2 separate regions of the Zea mays genome follow, and region 2 is linked to region 1. Evidence: chromatin contacts called from public Hi-C data. All regions are on one chromosome and are shown on one strand. The core of a region is the stretch at or near the end of the contact, and the rest is flanking DNA. Distances in the headings are between cores, read along the strand shown. Region 1 holds the start of LOC100501406. Region 2 holds the start of LOC100194175 (Strictosidine synthase 3).

The links. Hi-C and Micro-C count contacts between places; a contact is called where the count stands out from the background.
Region 2: a Hi-C map of tassel shows a contact between it and region 1, with 5 times the contacts expected there. The contact joins the promoter of LOC100194175 here to the promoter of LOC100501406 in region 1. A contact is called at or near these places in 3 of 25 Hi-C or Micro-C datasets (ear, leaf and tassel).

The regions. Positions count from the first base shown.
Region 1 is chr4:192,444,406-192,449,121 of Zm-B73-REFERENCE-NAM-5.0, reverse strand. LOC100501406 reads right to left here and starts at 1,488. Exons shown (of 1, transcript NM_001196131.1): 1 at 151-1,488. The coding sequence starts at 1,336. The coding sequence ends at 227.
Region 2 is chr4:192,684,099-192,688,490 of Zm-B73-REFERENCE-NAM-5.0, reverse strand. LOC100194175 (Strictosidine synthase 3) reads right to left here and starts at 1,611. Exons shown (of 2, transcript NM_001139223.1): 1 at 1,103-1,611. The coding sequence starts at 1,398.

The DNA of each region.
Region 1 (4,716 bases), core at 239-2,738:
CGGCGGCGGCATCCCCGGAGCCATATTAGATAGTTTAACATTTCTATATTTTAACATTTTTCCAACCACACTAGAACTCGTATTCTCACATAGTACATATATATATCTTTTCATTGATGCAGCGATATTTTCTAGTAACTACTACATGTCCAGAGAGATGGATTGTTAGAGTGGATTCGGTGTAGATGTCTGTTCTTGCGAGTATATATATACTGAGTCGTGTGAGTCAGTGAGTGTGGTAAACCGGAGGAGGCAGTAGGAGCGGCCACGGCATCTGCACCGGCGCCGCCACGAGCTGTGGCAGCCTGCTGCTCCTGCTCCCACTCCCAGAAGAAGAAGCAGAGGCAGAGCCCCGGGAAGGCCACGGCCGCCACGCGGAGACCGAGTAGAGAGGGCGCCCGCGGCGGCACAGGAGGAGGCAACCTCCGACACCTCTGGTCTCGTACCCCCGCAGCCCGCACCTGCGCAGCGCCGCGTCCGCCTCCATCTTGGCCACGTAGCTGAGCGGCACGCCGGCGAACCCGGCGCCGGCCATGCGCGCGGCCCACTGGTGCAGCCGCTCGTGCCGCTCGCGCCGCTCGGGCCCGTCCCGCGCCAGCACGTCCCGGACCTCCTCCCAGAGCAGGACGCGCTCCACCGCCGCCCGCTCCTCGCCCGCCGCGCCCGCCGCGTCGTCCAGGGCCTCGAACACCGCCGCGTAGTGCTGCAGCGCCTCCTCGAACCGCGCCGCGAGCCCGCCGGCCACGTTGTCGCCGGCGTCCTGCTCCATCACGCACACCACCTTGGGCGACGCCGCGCGCGCCGCCGACAGGAAGCCCGCCAAAGGTGGCAGCAGCGCCGGCCGCGGGACGGCGGTCCACTGCGGGTGCGGCGACGACGACGACGACGCCTGTGCAGCGAACGGCGTCGTCGGGCTGGGGTCGGGGAGGCTCGTCTTGGCGGTCTCCGGGGGGCAGTAGTAGCACGCGACGTCGCCCGGAGGGTAGCATGAGCACGACGACGCCGCTCTTGGGCCAACACTCGGTCCGGTTCCAACAGCCGCGGCGGCCAGCTGCTGCTGGGTGTCGGTGTCGTCAACCGCGAGGAGGCGGTGCATCTGGAGGGCGCAGCTGAAGGCGCGCGCGTCGCCGGACCGCATGGCGAGGGCGTGGTGCAGGTCGCCGAGGTCCAGGGTCTCGAGCCGGCCCAGGACGGGGTGGAACGAGAACGCCATGTCCAGCGCCTCGGCTTCCCTGCGGAGCAGCGCCGCCGTGTGGGCCAGGAAGGCCTCGTCGTCGTGGACCATGGTGATACGGAGCTGCGGCGCCCCGCCCGGGCGGCCGTGGAAGGCGCGCATGAGCTTGAGCCATTGCCAGGGGTGAGCCGCCGGACCGGACAGGTCGATTACGTGCACGAACTGTGATCAAAGCAACGAAGCGAAATAGATGAAACATGGAGGGGAAAATGTAAATTTACTATTCATAAAATGAACATCCTTCTTGTTTTTTTAATAGATCGTGAATATTTTCGGGCCTAGTAACTCTAACGACCATTGCTATGGTGCAGGTGCGTGAAAGAGGCGAGGTTGGCGCGGAGATAGGGAACGCGACAAGGGCTACGTAATTTTGGCTATTCCTCCGTTGTCATTTATAATTTGTTTGAATGTTTACACTAAATTTTAAAAATATAATTATATTTAACTTTAATGTGACACCTCCATCTCAAAATATCAATCATTTTAACTCTTAATTTGTATGTCTATGTTTAAATGGATGATGATGATGAATACACATATAAAACAAATATTTTAATTATTGTATAAAATAATTAAAATGTAAAATGAATTTTATTTTAGGATGCAGGGAGTATTATTTATAATATACTTTAAAATATATTTTAAGTGTGACTTTAATTTTTTTTATTTTTTAATAAGATATGTTTGTAAACTTGATAAAAAGTGTAATATTACAACTCGCTAGCTGAAGGAGAACGAGCGACCGAATAAGCTATAAAAAAGGATCGGTTTGTTCTTTTTTACATATACCTTTCTCGATCTTTCAGCTATATATATAAAGTATAATATTTATTTTTATCAGTTTGATATCTGATATATGAACCATATATTCACTTTAATTTAAATTTATTTTTTATCGGTATATCAAATACGGTTTTTCGTCGTCGCAGTACACATGTCCATTGTACTAGTTTAACTCTAGTTGAGACTAATAACCTGAATTGAAGGTCGTTTCTCTGCCGGTGAAATATAGGTTGTATTTTAAATTTGCAAGAGGAGCTAGTTTTCTAACTCCAATTCCAGCGTACGGGTTCCTTTGGCCATATATATAGCACGAAAATTGTCTGCATCAAATCGTTACCGGGATTGAAAAAGAAACACATTTTAATCAGTCTGAAACGGACGACAGAATGCTTGGGAGAATCGGAATTCTGAAGTACAGTATATCGTATGACCTTTTCGTTCTCCATGGCGTCTAGGATGGCTCGGTTGATGGCGACGAAGGCCACCCTGAGCGCGGGCAGGAGCTTAAAGAAGGCGCAGCGGGCCGCGCGGACGGACTGGCGGTCGAAGTAGTCGCCGCACGAGTCGATGAGCGCGCCGCTGATGCCCCTGCCGGTGAAGCTGCCGATGAGGCGGCGCACCAGGCCGTCCGCCATGATCCTGGCCAGCCGCTGCGGCGGCCCGTCGCCCAGGGAGGCGAGCGCCGACACGCGCGCGAAGCAGCGGTTGGCGCCGCCGTCGAAGCGGCCGGCCGCGACGTGGGCCACGCACTCGCGCAGGGCCGCGGCCAGCTCGGCGTCGGCGTGGGACTGGGACGACTGGGGCTGGGACTGGGAGGCGTCGGCGGCGTGCATGGCTGCGCCGCCTACGGACGAGCGAGCAAAGGGGCAAAGGGCCAGTGAAGGCCTTGGAGGCTAGTGGGTGTCTGAGTTGTGAACTTGGGATCAGGCCTCTCCCGTTGTCGGCCGCGCGCCATTTATAGACGACTCCACTCGAGTACTACAAGGTCTGTAAAGCGTTTTCAATAATTTTTTTTTAAAAAAAAACTCTCACCGGTTTCAGTTTCCCGACAAAAAAAGCTAAAACCTAGAAAAACCGCACAGTTTGACATTTTAAACTTAAAAATTCAAAAAACGGTTACCAACCGGCGAAACTGTCCCACAGAAACCACCAAACTCTACCAAGAAACCAGTTTTCGTTGTTTTTCAAAAAAAACCAACCGGTTTATATTTTCAAATTCAAATAAAATGTTTTTGAAGATTTCTCGGCGAGAAACCGGTATTTTTTTTACCTTTTTTGTGTTTTAATAAAAAACACGAATTAATTTTAAAAATAAAATGAGATATACCAAAAGAATAGTTTTTTTATTATACTCTCTCCATCTACAAATATTTGTCGCTATAGTATTCATGCGGGTCAAACTTTCTTATGTTTAACTAGATTTATAGAATATATAGCCATTTGTATCTTCGAATATTTTATATATCCAAATATCTATCGAATGATACTAATTTTATATTATAAGTATTAAAGTTAAAATTGATTAACTCCCGGAAATAATCAATATTTATGGACGGATGAAGTAATTTTTTTAAATTTATAAAAAAACATTTATGAATTTTAAATAAAATAAATAAATAGCTCAAAACTATTCTGGGCCAGTCCGGTTTCAATAAACCGGACGGTTTACTGGGGTTTCCCGCCGATTTTGTTAACCCTCCTCCCCTCACATGGTCTGGTGCATGACAGTATGACACTTACACCATCTACATGAGTAACCATAACTACTCTCTTTCAAAATAGTTATCGTTATTAGCAATATTTATATTTAAATGTTAATATAGAATTTAAAATTATGTATAATAATAATTTTAAACGTGCACTATGAATATATATATATATATATATGTTTAATTTGAAAACAATTTATTTAAAAAAGGGCATAATAATAATAACTATTTTAGAAAACATGGACGACAATTATTTTAAGGACATATATAGTGGAGAGACATTAAAACGGTTCTTCAAGCATAAGAGATAATTAAAAGACTATATTTACAATTGAGTGTCTATAAATGTAGTCTATTAATAAATATAGAAGTAAATGTGTTTGTACACCATCGGATCGATAGAACAGACGACGAATTCATACAGTGAAAAGTAAAAAGTCTGTTGCTACTTGGTTACGCGAGCCAGAGACGTCTTTTAACAGAGAGACGTCTTCAAAAAAAATTATAAATACCCTCGTTGGACACCTTAAAAACCATCTATATTAAACATTATACTCCATACATGCCCTAAGATGAAAAGAGTAGGATGTGGAGGAGTCCACAAGGGCTGTTCATGGATGCATGCATGGGCGCCATTCGGGATGCTCTAACTTGAGGCTAAGGAGGCATTACAAAACTAACTTTAGACGGAGAAAAAAATTAGACAAACTATGAAAAGTTAGGGGCGATACAAACACGCCGGTAACTTAAGTCTTTAAAAACTAGTTTGGTAACCATATTTTTTAAGAGATTTCTATTAAGTAAATCTGTTTTTATTTAAGAAGAACTTCTTAATTGGGTAGTGGTGACATATTGAGAGCATGAAGGATGGCGATGTCTGGCTTTGGCATCTTGGAAGGGGCCGGCCGACGGCTGAGCACTAGTATATCCGTTTGGTGAGCTTCGGATGTTCCCTTTGGTACATTCGGATCCACTTCGGTGGACACGACA
Region 2 (4,392 bases), core at 362-2,861, 240 kb before region 1:
AGAGTCTCTCGCGAGAAGCTAGCTACCACAACAACATACATGGGCACATGGCGGCGCGTGGAACGAACGGACGGTGGTCACGCGGAGAGGACGGCGGCAGCGAAACTTACAGGTCTGCGCGCGGAGCAGGAGTGCTCGGCCCAGCGCCGCTCCGCCGGCACCCAAGCACCCGGCCGTCCGACACGCCCGTGAACGGGGGCCGCCCTCACCGCCGTCACCGTACCCACCGGCGAACACGAGGCTCTCTGGCCCCGCGGCGCCGTCCAGCGGCAGCAGCTCAGCGTCGCCGATCTCCAGCAGCCTGACGTCGCCGCTCGAGTCCAGCGACGGCAGCACTTGTTCTCCTTCCTCTGCTCTGCTCTGCTACCTTCACTTCGCCACTTGAATGCCCTGCCATGTGTGTGAGCGTGTCTCCCAGCCTCGCTCCACGTTTTAGCTGCGCTCCTCCATGGCGGCCGGCCGGCGCACGGCGTTCGCCATCGAGGGCACAATCATACGCCGTACAAACCGTGGGGTGTCCACGGTGAGTCCAGAGTCCAGACGAACCGAGCACCGTCCTGGTAGCTGTTGACGCATGGCCGGCCGCCTGTTCCAGACTCTGGCGATGCGTGGTGCCTGCCGCGGATGCGACGACGACGGGCGATGGGGATCGCGCGCGTGAGGACATAGGCGATGGGGATTGCGGTGCTTGGCCGGACGCGGGAGGAGCCGTCGCGGCCACTGCTCGGTGCTCCGTTCGCTCGGCGCGAGTGCAACGACAGGCTTGCACCGGCACGGCACCGTCTGGCCTGCTCTGCTAGTGCTAGCTGCTGCACCACACCACACGACCACACCACACGTGACGACGCATGCAGCTTGCATGGGACGCGGACGCGGTGATGGGCGTCAATGGATAGGTCGACCGTCGACGTCGCACTCGCACCCACCCGGCGGGCCCTGACACGGCGCACCGAACCAAAGCCTGCGGTGCGCAGGCGATCGACCAAGACCAAAGCGGGAGCATAGCAGAAAGCAGATCATGATCGCGAGGAAGAAGAACCGGATTGCACATGCGCGCGTCATGCATGCAAGGAAAACCAGACTGCTGGCAAGGCGTACGTACAGTTCGGGCGCGCAGGAGGCCGAGTGCTCTTCCCAGCGCCGCTCGCCGGGGACCCACCGGAGGACGCGGCCGTCCGACACGCCCGCGTACGGGCCGCCGCCGGCCGGGTCGAACGCCAGGCTCTCGGGCCCCGCGGCGCCGGCGTCCACGGGGACCAACTCGACACGGCCTTCCCCGCCGCCAATCTCCAGCACCGCGACGTCGCGCAGCGCGTCCGGGGAGGACAGGAGCGCGGCGACCATCGCCGCCGCCGCCACCGCAACGACGGCCGCGCCCGCGAGCACGGCCATCTTCATCCGCTAGGCGCGTGCACCGAGCCCGGCCGATCGGTGCTCCGCTCCTCCGTCCAGCGGCAAGCGCGAGTGCGTGCGACGCCGATGCCGCGCTGCGTGCTATACACGTATGGTCGCGTGGCGTGGCGTCCACAGAAACTCGATGAGGGTTCAGAGGTTTACGGGAGGGGAGGGGAGGGGGAGCCGAAACGGAAGCGGCCCCGGGGCGTGAGCGCGACGACGTCGTGCTCGTTTTCCTCCACGGATGGCCCGGACTGGCGGTTTGTTGGCGTGTCGATCGGGAGCGTGTCGCGGTGGTGGCGGCGTGTGGGCCGTGGCGCAGGCGCCGTTCCTCCTCCCGTGCGGAAAACGCGGGCAGAGGACGCCATCGTGCCCGGCCCGGGCCTGGCGACCCGCACGGGAAAGCAGATAGCCTAGTAGGCCCACGTCGTACGACCACCAGCGTGGACTGGCCTACTACCGTCACATATCTCCATGTCAGTTCAAAATTTATTTGATTATATAATCTGATAGATTATAATTTCAAATAAACATCAAGTACTAACCCATCGCTAAATAATAATACAGTATCATATCTCCTTTTTTAAAAAGAAAACACCGCTCAAGTACAACACAACGCAAGAGACAAGATTTTATTTGGCACATGTCAACTTCATCGATGGTTGGCGGAGCGATAGAGAGGCCACACGCACAGCCTAGCCACCTATCCCAACACTCTATTAGATGCCATGTTTCATGCACATATGTTTTTTAAACAAAAACGTTTACAGGTACTCCCTCCGCTCATAAATATATGATACCGTTAACTTTTTTAAGAAAAAACTTTGATCACTAGTCTTATTTTAAAAAATAATAAGTTATTATTTATTTTTGGTATTATTTTTGTTGGGGACATATCTGGTGCACATAGAAGACTGGTGCACATGATACACATATTAAATAATCATCACTCATTTTAGATCTAACGTCTCTAGTTGATTATTCAATTTACAAATAACACCTTCCACCACTACACACCACCACGTTGAAGGGTGTCTTTAGTAAAATGTACCAAACAACTAGAGACGTTAAATCTAAAATGAATGGTGACGATTTAATATGTGCATCAATGTTCCATGTGCACCAGATATGTTGCCTTATTTGTTTCATCACTTAAAGTAGTTTGATCTTGACTTAAAATTTTATGTTTTTGAATAAATATTTTGAATAAAACGAGTGGTCAAAGTTTTTTTTTAAAGTCAACAATGTTATATATTTGTAAACGGAGATAGTACAAAGCATATACAATCGGATATGATGCACACGTATATATGAGCTCCCTCTGAGTGAAGAATGGTTTCTATCATATACGGTATATTTCTTCTCTATGAAGTGTATTTGAAAAGGTATATATTTTTTTCACGTGAGCTTAGAGATACGATTTATACATAGTTTGTAAAGCGTGATGAAATTTACATCTTTAGTGCTAGTTTGGAAACCTCATTTTTCCGAGAGATTTCTATTTTTCAAGAAAAATTAGTTTATTTTTCCCTAGGAAAATATGAATGACTTGGGAAAATGAAGTTATGAAACAAACCTTTATAGTTTTTTTTTATGTACGGTTGTTTTGGTACTAAATCAATTGATACGATTATGTTTTTTTATTAGAGCAATTATCTGTATGCCACTTTAATGTTATTATCCCGTACCTTATTTTCCGTCACAATTGTCTAATCCCTCATATATTGCCAGGATATAATTTTTGCCCATTTTATACAATATCTAGTTGGCCCAACTCAAGGAAGGGTCACTGATCCAAAGTCTCTGTGTAAACCGTACAGTGGCCATCCAAAGTCTCTGTGTGGGCCGGCCCATTGCTAAACACCCAGTCCAAAACGTGTGAAGTGGCCAACGTTGCTTCTCGTCGTTCTCGTATAAGCGCAAGTCTTGGATTGTTATTCCGATGCGCTGTGTCTAGCACATGAACCACATACCTATAGTATACTTTTATTCATCGGGGAAACATATATGGACAGGTAGTGTTTGAATGGTTCCAATACAATGGGCGTCGCAAAAATGTTGGATTCTATGCCTAGCTTAGACCCTGTTTGTTTCGGTTTTTTCAGATACTGGGCACCAGAAGCTACCGCAGACTGCCAATTAAACGTCTATGTTTTTAGTCTTTTTATGAGATCCGCTTTAGTCAAAATCGTTTAAAATCAACGTGAACATAGAATCGGTCGAGTCGTTGCGATAGTAGGAAACCGTTATTTTCTACATTCTAAACCCTATAAACTCTTTTATCTTCATCCGCACGTAATCTCCACGATACTCATATTCTCCTCACAACCAGATTCTCAAAAAAACTTCTCGGAAAAAAGTTGAACCAAACAAGCCCTTAGTTCCTTGGAAAGATGTAGCATTACACATGTGCTCGAGTTTGAAGTCGTTTTTATTAAGCTTGATGTGGAAGGTCTTTTTTATCGCTTCAAGTAGCACATCATCTGCACCACTTGATCGGACTGCATACAAATGATTGTAGATGCCATTGAAGAGGGTGACAAACGATTACTTGTCGACCATTGATCCTTCATCTGCTTAGGGGTATAATAGCCAGGAGATTCGGTGGTGGAGTTGTACATACTAGCTATACACTTATCCCTTGTTGTCGTTGCCCTCAACGTAATCCTTACAATGTAGTAGTATACATTTATGAACTAAAAAAAACTATCGTTGACCTAAAAATTGTGTCAAAGTTATATATGTACTTACTAGTCTTTGCTCCTCCATCTTCATTCAGTCCCTTCACCATCGGAATTGAGTAGCACGGGAGTATGTAGACTAGTTCGAGCTTCCAACATAACGGCTATTTGGGGCACTATCGTGCTTGAAGAAGGACGGGCACCATATGGGAGAGGAGCACCAAATGGGGGAGCAGACAGAGGAGGAGCTACATATGGACGAGCATATAGTGGAGGAACACCATATGAGCACCTTATGGATACATGTATGGGTATG